Linked DNA regions of Gossypium raimondii: region 2 is linked to region 1. A link is a contact called in public Hi-C data. All regions are on one chromosome and are shown on one strand. The core of a region is the stretch at or near the end of the contact, and the rest is flanking DNA. Distances in the headings are between cores, read along the strand shown.

Evidence for each region. A called contact is a pair of places that touch in the nucleus more often than the background predicts.
Region 2: a Hi-C map of leaf shows a contact between it and region 1, with 2.0 times the contacts expected there. The contact joins the promoter of LOC105777602 here to the promoter of LOC105776799 in region 1. A contact is called at or near these places in 2 of 2 Hi-C or Micro-C datasets (both in leaf).

The regions. Positions count from the first base shown.
Region 1 is chr10:13,232,081-13,238,840 of ASM2569854v1, reverse strand. It overlaps LOC105776799 (ATP-dependent RNA helicase DEAH11, chloroplastic), which reads left to right and starts at 3,925. Exons shown (of 3, transcript XM_012599710.2): 1 at 3,925-5,010; 2 at 6,409-6,760. The coding sequence starts at 4,084.
Region 2 is chr10:13,644,668-13,651,427 of ASM2569854v1, reverse strand. It overlaps LOC105777602 (pentatricopeptide repeat-containing protein At4g39620, chloroplastic), which reads right to left and starts at 3,832. Exons shown (of 3, transcript XM_052622709.1): 1 at 3,439-3,832; 2 at 1,811-3,044; 3 at 946-1,345. The coding sequence starts at 3,786. The coding sequence ends at 1,917. LOC105776800 (E3 ubiquitin-protein ligase RKP) reads right to left here. Exons shown (of 11, transcript XM_012599712.2): 9 at 6,235-6,434; 10 at 5,433-5,637; 11 at 4,610-5,273. The coding sequence ends at 4,968. It overlaps TRNAW-CCA (transfer RNA tryptophan (anticodon CCA)), which reads right to left and starts at 4,012; the gene lies at 3,941-4,012.

The DNA.
Region 1 (6,760 bases), core at 2,676-5,175:
CATTCTAGAAGATTGTTTGAGATGTGTTGTGTTGTTCCTAAAAGATGAAACGCACTTATGGTGGGACACTTTGAGCACAATGACATCAAATGATCGTATTAATTGATATTTCTTTCAAGCTGAATTCAAGAAGAAATATGTTAGCCAGCTATTTATTGAGAAGAAAAAGAAAGAATTTCTTAAGTTAAAACAAGGAAATCAGACTGTAGCTAAGTATGAATGGGAATTTGTGTGAATGAGAATTTGTGCAGTTAAGCAAGTAAGCCCATAATATAGTATCAAATGAGGAGGAAATGTGTATTAGATTTGAGGACGGGTTGAATGATAATATCCATATGTCTGTGGTAGTACTAAAGTTACGGGAATTTGTAGAACTTTCAGAACGGGCTCAAAAAGTTGTAGAAATTTACAAAAGTAAACGATAATAAGATTCAAAATTTTGAGATTTTAACAAAAGGGGGTCATTCAAGCCTGCTCAAAAGTCTCCATCGAAGAAATTTAGAAATGACACAAGTCAACCAACTTCCCCTTTAGAGTTCACTAGTAAAGAGAAACCGAGGCAAAGTAATTTCCAGTCTGTTAATTCTCCAGCAGCTAGTGTTGGAAGTGTAAAAATTGTTGAGAGAATTGTTCCTGTTTGTGATTAATGCAACAAAAGACATTTTGGTGAGTGTCGGTTCAAGTCGGGAGCCTGTTTCCATTGTGGATCTACTGACCATTTCCTTTGTGATTGTCTAAAAAGGTAAAATGAATTTGGTAATCAATCAAATAAGCCTGAAGCAACCTCACAGAGAGGTAGACGATCTGGAAACACTACTCCCAGTAGAGAGAAGAATAGCGAGATTAATAAACGATTTGAAGTAAGAACACCAGCTAGCAATCAGAGCTTGAGAGAAAGCTACTACCCCAAACATTATTCCGGGTACTTTTTCTCTCTTTAATATTAATGTATATGCATTGATTGATCTTGGATCAACTCACTGGTATATATGCACTATATTAGTAGACAAAAAGAAATTACTTATTGAGTTCACTGAATATACTGTCAAAGTTGCGAATCCACTAGGTTAGTATGTTTTAGTTAATCAACTATGTAAATCGTGTCCACTGAAAGTTAGGGGTTATGTTTTTCCCGCTAGTTTGATATTGTTACATTTTGATGATTTTGATATCATTATGGAAATGGACTGACTTGTCTAAACATGATGCAATAGTGAGTTGCCGAAGGAAGCAAGTTAGTTTGAAGCATCCAAATGGTAAATTTATTTGTGTTAGGGCAATTGGGGTCGATTGTATTATAAATGTAGTTTCAGCACTGTCAACTCTGAAATTGATTAAAAAGGGATGTGAAGCTTATTTAGCTTACGTTCTTGATTCGAAAGTGACTGAGTTAAAAATCGAGCAAGTGTCGGTAGTCAAAGAGTATGCTGATGTTTTTCCTGAAGAACTACTCGGGTTGCCACCAATTCGAGAAGTAGAATTTGTGACCAAACTTGTGCCTGAAACAGTTCCAATTTTGATAACACCGTACAGGATGATCCTATAGAATTGAAAGAGTTAAAAGCATAGTTACAAGTGTTGTTAGATAGTGATTTATTCGATCGAGTGTGTTACATTAGAGTGCTCAAGTTTTGTTCATGAAGAAGAAAGATGGGTCAATGAGACTATGTATAGATTATTGACAACTGAATAGAGCCACCATCAAGAATAAATACCCGTTATCTCGTATTGATGATTTGTTCGATCAGTTAAAATGAGCTACATTGTTTTCAAAGATCAACTTGAGATCTGGATATTATCAGCTTTGAGTTAAAGAGCAAGATGTACTGAAAACTGTATTCAGAACTAGATATGGTCACTACGAATTTCTGATGATGCCATTTGGTTTGACCAATGCTCCTACGGCATTCATGGATTTGACGAATCAAGTATTTTAGCCATATTTAGTTCTGTTTGTTATGGTATTCATTGATGATATCCTGATTTATTCACTGGACGAGTCAGATCATGTCGAATATTTAAGAGTTGTAATGTAAACTTTGCGTGAAAAATAAACATATGTGAGATTTAGTAAATGTGAATTTTAGCTACGAGAAGTAGATTTTCTAGGATATGTTATATCTGCGAATGGAATCAGGGTTGACCTAAATAAAGTATCTATGATTGTTGAATGGAAAATTCTGAAGAACGTTTCTAAAGTCTGAAGTTTCTTAGGATTAGCCGGATACTATCGGTGATTCGTTAAAAACTTCTCGATTATTGCTTCACCTATGACTAGGATATTACAGAAAAACATTGAATTTGTTTGGTCTGATAAGTGTCAACAAAGTTTTGATCAGTTGAAGAACATGTTAACAGAAGCTCCAATATTAACTCAGCCTGAATCTGGAACGACATATGTTGTTTTCAGTGTTGCGTCTCTCAATGGTTTAGGTTGCGTGTTAATGCAATCAGGGAAAGTGGTAGCTTATGCTTCTCGACAATTAAAGCCGCATGAAAAGAATTATCTTACTCACGATCTTTAGCTGGCCACTATTACCTTCGCTTTGAAGATATAGAGGCATTATTTATACGGCGAGAAATGTCACGTGTATATTGATCACAAAATCTTAAAATATTTAATGACTCAGAAAAAACTGAATCTGAGATAGCAACGTTGGTTAGAGCTATTGAAAGATTATGATTTTGTTATTGATTACCATCCGAGAAAGGCTAATGTGGTTGCGGATGCACTCAGCAGAAAGTTATCATTGTTTGCACTTCGAGTGTTGAATGCTCATTTGGCTTTGAATGCTGATGGTTCTGTATTGGCGAAATTGAAGACTAAACCCTTGTTTCTACAATGAATTCGGGAATTGCAAGATGACGATCCGAAGTTGATAATGAAACGAAACTTGTTTGGATAATTTGACTACTAAATAGAGTATTGGTGATGATGGTACATTGCATTTTCGCGATAGAATTTGTGTTACGGATAATTTAAATTTGAAACGTGATATACTATTAGAGGTTCACAATAGTACATATTCCATTCATCTAGGTAGCACGAAGATGTATTGTGATTTGAAGTAGTTATACTGCTGATTGGGTATGAAACGTGAGATTTGTGAGTTCGTAGCCAAATGTATGATTTGTCAACAGGTAAAAGCAGAACATCAGGTGTCGTCTAGATTGTTATAGCCTGTTATGATTACTGAATGGAAGTGAGAGCGAGTCACGATGGATTTTGTACCTAGTTTGCTTGTAACTCCGAAAAAGAAATATTTGATCTGGGTGATTATTGATAGATTAAATAAGTCGGCCAATTTTATTCCAATCAGAATAGATTACTTACTTGGGAGGTTAGCGGAATTATATGTGCCAGAGATTGTGAGGTTGCACGAAGTTCCGACATCTATTATTTCTGATCGTGATCCACGGTTTACATCGAAATTTTGGAGTAAACTTCATGAGGCTTTGGGCATTAAACTCCATTTCAGTACTAAACATCATTCTATTGGTCCGAGCTAATACTATGTTAAATTGACAAGAAAGAAAGAGAAAAAAAAGAGGAGCGTAACTGCTGTTGTTAGAGGAGAAAAAAAAAAGAAGGAAAGAAAAAGAAAAAAAATCATAATATAATTTTCATCATTTACAATCAAACTTAGAGAATATATATATATGAAATTATACAAGAAAAATAATGTCTTAATTTCCTAAATTTCAAACTTATTATAATTCTAAATAATATCTAAAATTTTATATAAATTTTAGTAATATATTTATTAGATATACATCGAAATTAACTCATAAAATAATACTTCCTTGACCAATACGACTTCTATATTTAACAGGAAACCTAACTCCCTCAAATTCCGTTTTCTAGAAATTGAAATTTCTTAAATATATATAGAGAGAGAAATTTAAAAAGAACACTGCTTTTTTTTATTTTCCTCGTCTTTTTTTTTTTGTCTTCTACTCGCTTGCTCGCTCACTCAGTGACTCACTTTCTTCTTCTCTGCTTCAACTTTCATAAAAACTGAAATAATAAAATAAAATAAAAACAGCTGAAATTTCTAGATTTTGTTTTGTTTTCTCTATGCCATGAAGAACTTCTCTTCATCCTCCAACCACCGTCACCCGCCGCCGCCGGGTGGCCATAAACCGTACCTCCAGCGCCAGCACCAACAATCTAGCTACCAAAACAAGTTCCGTCGTGTACCCAATTTTCAGGCTGTCAACAACCAATACTACCGCCGCCGTTTTCTGCCGCCAGCATCCACCACCGAAGGTTCCGTCAACTCCAACGCCCTTCACCGCCCAAACTTCATAATTCAACTCCTCCATGACTTCTCCTCCTCTCCTTCCAAACCGAACAACCTCCAAACTCTTATTTCCCAACTCGACCCATCCCCCCAAAACTCTCACATTTACACCACTGGTAAAATCGCCGCTTCCCTAATTTTCCAAGAATGGAGCAAAACCCTCTCTTCAGTTCTCCATTTATGGCGTTCCCGCCTTGATGGGTCCATCCATTACACTCCCAAGCTTATTTCCAACGTCATCGTGCCTTCTGACCTGGTGGAGCTCAATCAAAACCTTAAAACCCTTTTCTCGAGCCATATAACGGGATTGATGGAAGGGGAACTGGTTAGGAAGTGGCAGAAAAAAATCAATGAAAAATCCGATGAGATCGCTGACTTGTCTGGACAAATGGGTAAGAGGAAATATTCGCTGGGAAGGTTTTATGAGTTGGATGACAAGAAGAAAGCTTTAAAGGCGGAAAGGTCTACGATTTCGAAGCGGTTGAAGGAGTTTAAGGGAGGGATGAGGAGCTTGTTGAGGTGCTTGGAAACTGGGGAAATTGGGAATGAGGAAGGGGATGAAGGTGTGGAGGTTTATAGGGTTGAAGGAGAGCTTGATTGGAAGCTAATCCATCAGCTGATTTTGAGGGAATGTAGAAGGTTGGAAGATGGTTTGCCTATTTATGCTCATAGGCAAGAAATTCTTACTAGAATACATGGTCAACAGGTAATCATTTATTTCTCCTCCATTTTTCTGTTTTGGTAGATAGATTTGGATTATCATCATATATATTGTAAAATCTTAGTGATGCAATTTAAGAATGTGAAAGTTGGTTTGGAGATTAAAAATTCCATCATCATATATGCACAAGATGTGTTCTTTTAAAGGATTATCACCTTATAATTTGACAGTGTAATTAGAGTTCAAAGACTTGAAAAAGCATGTGAAACTCAAAAACGATTATTTTCTTAACATTGTCTGTATATTATAATTGTGTTCATTTATGTTATGTGTTAACTAATTGAAAATACAGAAGGTTATACCTAAAGATGTTAACTTATGATTCAGTGTTGACTTCCATATTTATAGTTAGATGAACATGTAACACTATAAATTCTCTTCTGGACTTTTAAGATTTTTGCTACCGTATTGGATAATATCCCTGTGTTTAGTGAAATTAGTGAGGAATTCAATACTAATTAGATGACACATAGGATAGTCTATAGACAATTGCATGAGCAGGCAGTTCAATTTCTGGGATTAGGATTTGAGATGGTATTTAGAGCTAGGAAGTGGATACAAAATATTGAGATATCATAAAGGTTGAAAACGCTGGGTAAGAGCCACTAATGAGCCAGTAGGAATCGGCAGCTAAATTGGCAGTGAGGCTTAACAAATTCATGGTGTCATCAATCTCTCACGTGCGCGCACACACAAAAAGAGTCATTTAACTTCCCATGCGGTAGTAGATAATAACTGCAAGATTTTTAGGATATTCTCTTTTCTCATTTGTATTCATTTTTTCCCCTATCTTGGTGCTTAATTCTATTTATAATGTAGTTTGAGTGCAACAAAGTGTAAAACCTTTGTAAGTAAGTTTATATTCTTGCCATGTGAAATTCAACGTAGGGTTATTTTCTTTACATTGACTGTATATTTTGACCATTTTCTGGACCTTTTAGATTTCTGCTACTGTTTGGGTTCTAAACTTGTGTTTGGTGAAATTATTGAGGAACTCAATACTAATTACATGACACATAGGGTAGTTTCCAGAGAATTGCATGAGTTTCGGTTCAATTGCTGGAATTAGGATTTCGGATGGTATTTGGAGATGGAAAATGGATGCAAAATATTTAAATACCAAGAAGGTTGAAAACTTATCATAGGATGAAATAAGCAAGTAGGAAGCAGCCGCTAAAATTGCAGCGACGCCTAAAAAATCCTAGGTGTTATAAAAAAAGATTCATTTATCTCCCCATGCAATAGTAGATAATAACTGCCAGATTTTTAGGATATTCTCTTTAGATTTCTATTTATTTTGTTCCTATGTTTTTTTGGTGTTTATATCTTATTATAATGTAGATATTTTCCTTTGATTTTCTCTTACAACTATTCAATGCCCAGGTAACGGTGTTGATTGGAGAGACTGGTTCAGGAAAGAGCACCCAGCTGGTTCAGTTTCTTTCTGATTCAGGAATCGCTGCAAATGAGTCAATTGTATGTACTCAGCCACGAAAGATTGCTGCCATCTCATTAGCAAAAAGAGTTAGAGAAGAAAGCATCGGGTGCTACAGTGATAACTCAGTCATTTGTTATTCAACATTTTCATCCTCTCAGCAGTTTCATTCAAAGGTGATATATATGACTGACCACTGTTTACTGCAGCATTATATGAAGGATAAGAATTTGTCCGGCATTTCTTGCATCATCGTTGATGAGGCCCATGAAAGAAGTCTGAACACTGATCTTCTTTTGG
Region 2 (6,760 bases), core at 2,583-5,082, 410 kb before region 1:
CACTTTCTTTTTAGTGAATATTCGTTGGGTTCCCCAACCCACCTACCATTGCCTCACTATTCTGGCTTTTTTTCGATAATAACCAAAAAAAATATTATTTTTTAAAAAACTCAAATCAAAATCAAGAATAACCTGTTTTCTATAGTGTCTATCAGTGCCTCTAATGAGACTCAATTATTGCATTTTAAAAAACTGTATATATTTTGAGTGTCGTCACAGGATATCAGTATGTATTTTTTAAAATATTCGTAAAAAAATATAAATATTCAAGAAGAGAAAAAAGACGTATTTTTAATAAGTGATGCGGCCAAGAGAAATTTATGGTCAGATTGAAAAAAAATTGTCATGAATTTTTTCGAGCGACACCGGTGACAAGTAAAGAGCAACTTTTTTGTGTCGTTAAGCTGCCTATATATCCCCATCCCCTGTATATGTTGATTTTTTAAAATTTTCTTTTGCAGTTTAAAAAATGATGACAAATTAGTTATTTGAATACATACAATTTATTTTAATCCTTGAAACAATAGAACTTTTACTTTGATATAACAAAAATATGAAGTTTGGTATAATGAAAATATAACTTTTAATTTAGTTAAATTGTTTTTGTAGATAAAAAAATTCATGTTGAATATATTTGAAGTAGTCTTTGAATTATATAATTTTTAATTTTAATTTACTTAAGCAAATAGATAATTTGTAATTGTTTTGGAATAAAATAGATTATATTAAAAGACCATATTGATTATTTGCAATTAGATTCATTTAAACATCTTCATAATCTGTCTTCATTATAAGTAAATCAGTATCTGATCTCTTTTGCTAATATTCAACAAAATCTGTTATTTGCTCATCTATAAACTTGAATTGAATACTCATATAATAGTGTTATCCATTACAAATTCAAACACATAATAATAATATTAGCATTTCATGCAAATAATAAAAGAAATTAAAATTTGAAGCATTTATGTGAATTTGGATATTACAAAAAACATTGCCATCCTCTTACCATTGAATAACATGAGTTTAGTATTATCCAACATATAGGCTTCCTTAAGGAAAACGAAATATATTCAACACAAATATACTCGATTTCTTTCATACATTTGAACAATCATACACTCATAACCATAGTCCAAATATATGTTAGATACTGATATCGGATGCAACCATCCTTTACGCAAAATGAAGAGTCAAAACAATATTGCTGTAAGTACCTGCTTACGATTCGAGGAAGATACCCAACTGTCTGAACTCTTTGTAACTACAACTGAGTATGGATAAAGCCTGCAATACGACCAACGTTCTGCATTCATTGTCTTATTGCATTGCCTTTGAAAGCGGACTGCATTCAGATTAAACCAGAGGGAAGAATCGGTTCATTGCCCTGAAATATGAAACAAATTAATCTGGCTCATTTCAATTAAAGATGTCTGAAAAACTACTACTCTCAGTTCATTTCAACACAACACATCGCATTTATCAAAAAACACAATTAGAGAATAGCAAACTGAACAGCAGGAAACTAGATGTCAATGTCATAAAAGAACAATGAACCAAATACTACAAGCACAGAAAGTTGTCACTGGATCCTATACTGAAAGTATGCTTACTATCTAGTCCACTAACAATGATGCAACAAGATGCAGATCGAACACATGACATGGTTAAATCTGTGATCTTTGTCAACAATTTAGAAAACAATATTATATTTTTAAATGGAAAATCAAGCACACAAAGTGATTCTCATTAATAGGGTATAAGCTTTGCTATGCAAACAGAAAATAAGAGAACAAACGGAGACATATACCGGCAGCATTTTGTGGGGGAAAACAGTCAATATAGCTGAAATTGAAAACCATCCATTGCTCTGATGCAGGCTTAGTTGGAAGGAGACCCAAATAACAAAGAACCAGTCAATTAATTACTTTAACCTCAGTTTTTGCATTAGTCTCAGGCCTGCCACTCCTTGTGGCTTGAACGGAACCTGGACTAGCCGGTAGAGATCCAAAGGCTTCAAGAGCCTCTAGGAAGAATCTCTTATTAGGGACTATACCATCTTTTTCCATTTCTTTCACCAACTTCTGTACAAGGTCTTTCATGTCAGCTTTCGTGTAGGCCTTATATAGAAGTTTATATGTCGATGAATCGGGAATCGCCCCAATGTTATTTGCCTTATCAAATAGCCTATCGGCTTCCATAGGTAGACCATTTCTGCAGTAAACTTCAAGCATGACATTTAGGGTCGAAACTTTCATTTCCTTCCCAGAGTCAACAATCTCATCAAATATTTCCCTCGCCCGAGAAACACAATCACAAAATCCATACATCATTATAAGACTTTCGTAGGTGATAAAGCTTGGTGTGTATTTCATATCAGTCATCCTTTTGAAAATATTTTCAGCTCTCTCTTTAAGCCGCGCCTTGCCATAATTTATGATCATCGAATTAAATGTAGGAAGGGTAGGTTTCTCCTTGGAGCGCAACAAGCTCTTAAACACTTGTTCCATCTTATCAAATTCTTGCTTCTTGCCATAAGAATCAATAAGCACATTAAATGTAATAATATCAGGCTTACACTGATTGCTTTTCATCCGAGAAAGAACAGACTCCATCTCTCTGATCATCCCGTTTTTCCCATATGCATCCATCACACCATTAAACGTATATATATCAGGGGCAATACTGCTCTCAGCAAGATCCTTAAACAAAGCATTAACTTGATCCACATTTCGAGCTTGAGCAAAGGCCCTCAAAAGAATATTGTAAGTGACAACATTGGGTTTACACCGTTCAATTCCCTTCATCTTGTTGAAGTAACCCAAAGCTTTGTCCAAAGCTTTGGCTTTATCACGGGAATGGAGATGGGCGGTGATAAGAGCATTATAAACCGAAGAATCAGGCCGACAACCACTGTTACGCATCTCAGAGAAGAGCCACATAGCCATTCTAGTTCGGCCTTTCTTTCCCATAACCGTAATCAATTTCGAGTAAACCCCATTATCGGCAATATACCACCTTTGTTTCTGCATCCATCTGAAAACCTGAAAGGTACAGTACGTAAGTAGTCAAACAGATTTACTTCATCCAAGTTTCCAGCTACCAACAGCAATACAGGACACTTTAAGAAGCTTAAATTCTCTAACACAAAGATTTGCTCTCAACTCATATGTTCATTAAGTTCCACTTGATTGCTGCTTTTACCTGTTTACTAGTACTAACAGATCATTATGCCCGAACCCATTCTGTAATTATAACAGCTATGAATATAACGAGATAAGTTTAGTTTCCTTTACTTATTTTTTTATCTTTTCCAAAAAAAATCTTCGAAGAACACCCGTATTAAGAACAAACTGAAAATGCAAAATTCCAAATACCCTAAACCTTAAAAATGAACCAAAAAGGGGGAAACAAAAATCGAGAAAGGGAGAAAGGAACCTCAAGGCATTGAAGCCATTTATCAGTTTTGCCGAGTTCTTCAAACAGGAGAAAACAGTGTTCGCATCTCACAACTCTCACATACCTGCTCAATGTCTTAACCAACGGCTCTTTGTCGCCGAAACTTCTCATTAAGACCCGAACTAGTTCCTTGGCTTCGGCGTCCTCAGGTTTTGAAGAACCCGTTTTCCTCCTGGGTCGGGTGGTACAGGATATTCGTGTGATGGGTCGGGATGGAAGATTACATGGTTGGGTGAGGGAGGATATGTTAGTTGGTGAAGAATTACGTTTAAAAGGAGAAGGGAATGTGGAGAGTTGCAGAGAGTAAGGTGATAAAATTAGGGGCATTTTATTTTTAGCTTTCGGTGTTTGGAGCTGCTGATAGGGGGGGCTTCTCGGGGGTTGTTTTATAAATATGGAGAGTTTCGGGAAGAAAGTAAATGACGAAACTACCCATGCAAAAAACTAAGGGAAAAATATAGATCCGGAAGGATCGGGATTTTGAACCCGACGTGAATCGAACACGCAACCTTCTGATCTGGAGTCAGACGCGCTACCATTGCGCCACGGATCCCAGGTGCTAGGTTTTTATATAAATTTATATCTATTCAAATAGTAATGGTTCTTGAGACACCAATTGTAAGACTCCATTTGAACTGATAAGTTATTAAAAACCACGATAATGTGTAATTTGGATAACAATGAGCTTTTGGTAATTGAGCTGATACCCTATCGACCTCCCTAAATATCTGTATTCCGTTCAAATTCGGTACAAAATCCAAATTTAATCCATTTTGGAGTTTGATTTAAGCTCAACGAAGATATTTGATTTGAGATAATACTAATAATAATATTATTGAAGCGTGCACAAAAAGGATTCAATTGTCTTATTTAATTAGAATTTGTTCACTCTTAGTTGAGCAGTAGAACATCATTATCAAATTTAAACTAAAATCAATTAGACGTAATAAAGAAAATGATAAGTGAAGCGAATGGGCCAAATCTTATTTGAGTTGATTCCAAGGGTAAAAGATTCCACCTTTCGAACCAAGGAAATAATAGCCAATACATAGATGGGTTTTTCTTTTCTTTTTTCTTTTTAAGAAATAAATATGAAAAGTTGGCTACTATTTGTTATTTTAGTAGTCTTATGCTACTTGGGATTGTTGAATAATAATCAGCCAAAAAAGCACTCGTTTCTTTATCTTATTTTCCTTGCCATTTACATCTCATATTTACAACTACTGCCCCTCAAACTACAAAATGCGTAGTGTACCCAGAATTTTATTTTCCCAGGTACAACTGAAACTGCAGCCTGAGGATTAAACAAAGGGCTTGCTGACGCTCATTTTCCAACCCCCCGACTTCTAGCTACATGCCACTTCTTTAAGGGTATATATATAAGAATATAAATCCTTAATAACAAAAGCATAAGCAATAAAATGAACAAACAAACCAAAAAACCTACTTTTTTTTCAACTTTCTCTGGCTTTCTTCCCCATTTTCCTCAAACAATATAAGATTCTTAGTTATCTTTCAACTGTGTTTTCTATGGTTCTGACTACTTCCAAGACAGTGGCATTGCAAAAGAAACATCTTTGACAATTTAAAAGATGTCTAGTTATGCAAACATAGCAAGACCTGTGGGAACACGGTATGAACTGTGCATCGGCTTCCGAAGCGTAACAGATGCAGCACATGCCATCGTCGGCATTGTTTTCTCCACATTCAAGCCCCTCGATCTTCTTTGAATCAGTATGGCTGATAAGGAGGGCCAAGAAATTCTCTAGCCGGCAAAGCTTAGGCACATATGCTTCTCCCCTAAATGATGTAGCCTGGAAATCAAAGGTGTATGAGAGTTAAAAGACTGTAAGAATCATAACCTTGAAATGAAAAGAAAAAATGTCCCTGGCTCGCAAACATCCGATCAAAATGCCATGGAGCAAAATGAAACATGGTGGATTCTTGGATATATAAGGGATAACAGTACTAACCCAATTATACTCTAACATGTACTGCAAGCCATAATGCATAGTTTCAGGGCAATCCATGTTTGCAAAAACACCCACGATATCATTGTGTTCCTTGAACTTGGAATCTGTGCTAGCATCCAACAAATTCACAATGATCCCTACTAGAGGAGCTAATATCATGCCTCGGTTTACTTTCTCCAAAGATTGACCATGCCGTCTAAGTGACCTGTTCATAAAAAGACAAAAACAAGTATTTTATGTTACCATTTTTTCATATGTTAATTAACAAGTCATACAGTTATATTTAGTTCCACTAATAACTAGGCCAATGCAACTGGTCCGTTCATCAAAAAAGTAGAATGTGTCCACTGATATATACAAGATATATCAACCAGAATTCGAAATTTTCAATGAAAGAAAAATAAGATGCTGACTTAAACATAAAGCTATGTTGCTCCAATTATTTTTCTTGAAGAACATGTATCTGAAACCTATATTAACTTTTTCTAAAAATGGGTATGAGAAAATAATCCTTGAAAGACACAAATACATGGGGAAAAAAACTAAGAAAAATTGAAGATATCAGAAATCTAGTTCCCAAGTCTGAGTAGTATTTAGTATAAAAAGAACTAGGAATAAAAACAAAAATTCTAGTTCATCAAATATCTTGCATGCAACTTTATAAAAGAAACTCAAGTAACATTTGCCTCTCATTACACAACATATTATAGTATTAATGTGGAACATAATCAGGATATTACACATTATAATTTATAAAGAAAAAGACAGTCGTATAAATTAACTCAGTCGGGTGACAACTTACAAGTCAAAAAACTCGACATCTGATGCTGAAGTTATATAGTTCAGAATGAAGACAATCAACTCGGTCAGTCTTCGAAGGTTTGTATCAGGCCCTGAGAGGAATGCTTGAGGAATCTCATGGGTACAAAACTCCAACAACCTTGCAAGATTACACGAGAGATCGAATATGACACAGCATTTCCTCTGTTGAAACTCCAATACCTGAAAAAGCAGGTCTCCAACATCAGATATCCCAAGGAAGATGGGCTCAAATCGAAAGATAAAGCTGGGGTTATCCTCAAGTATGGCATTTACACTACATGCTGAAATGTTATAACCATTGACTTGAATGGGATATGTATGAACAGTCATAATCCTATGATAAAAGCCGTATAACTTCGATTCTACGAAAAAGTAATGCAAGCCATTTACAATCTTGCAGATGTTGGGCAGCAAATATAAGGGGCCATGTTTAAATTAAAAGTTTTGAATTAACAAGCTATAACACAAAAAACCACAAATTAGAACCCACCATACATGACTTTTTT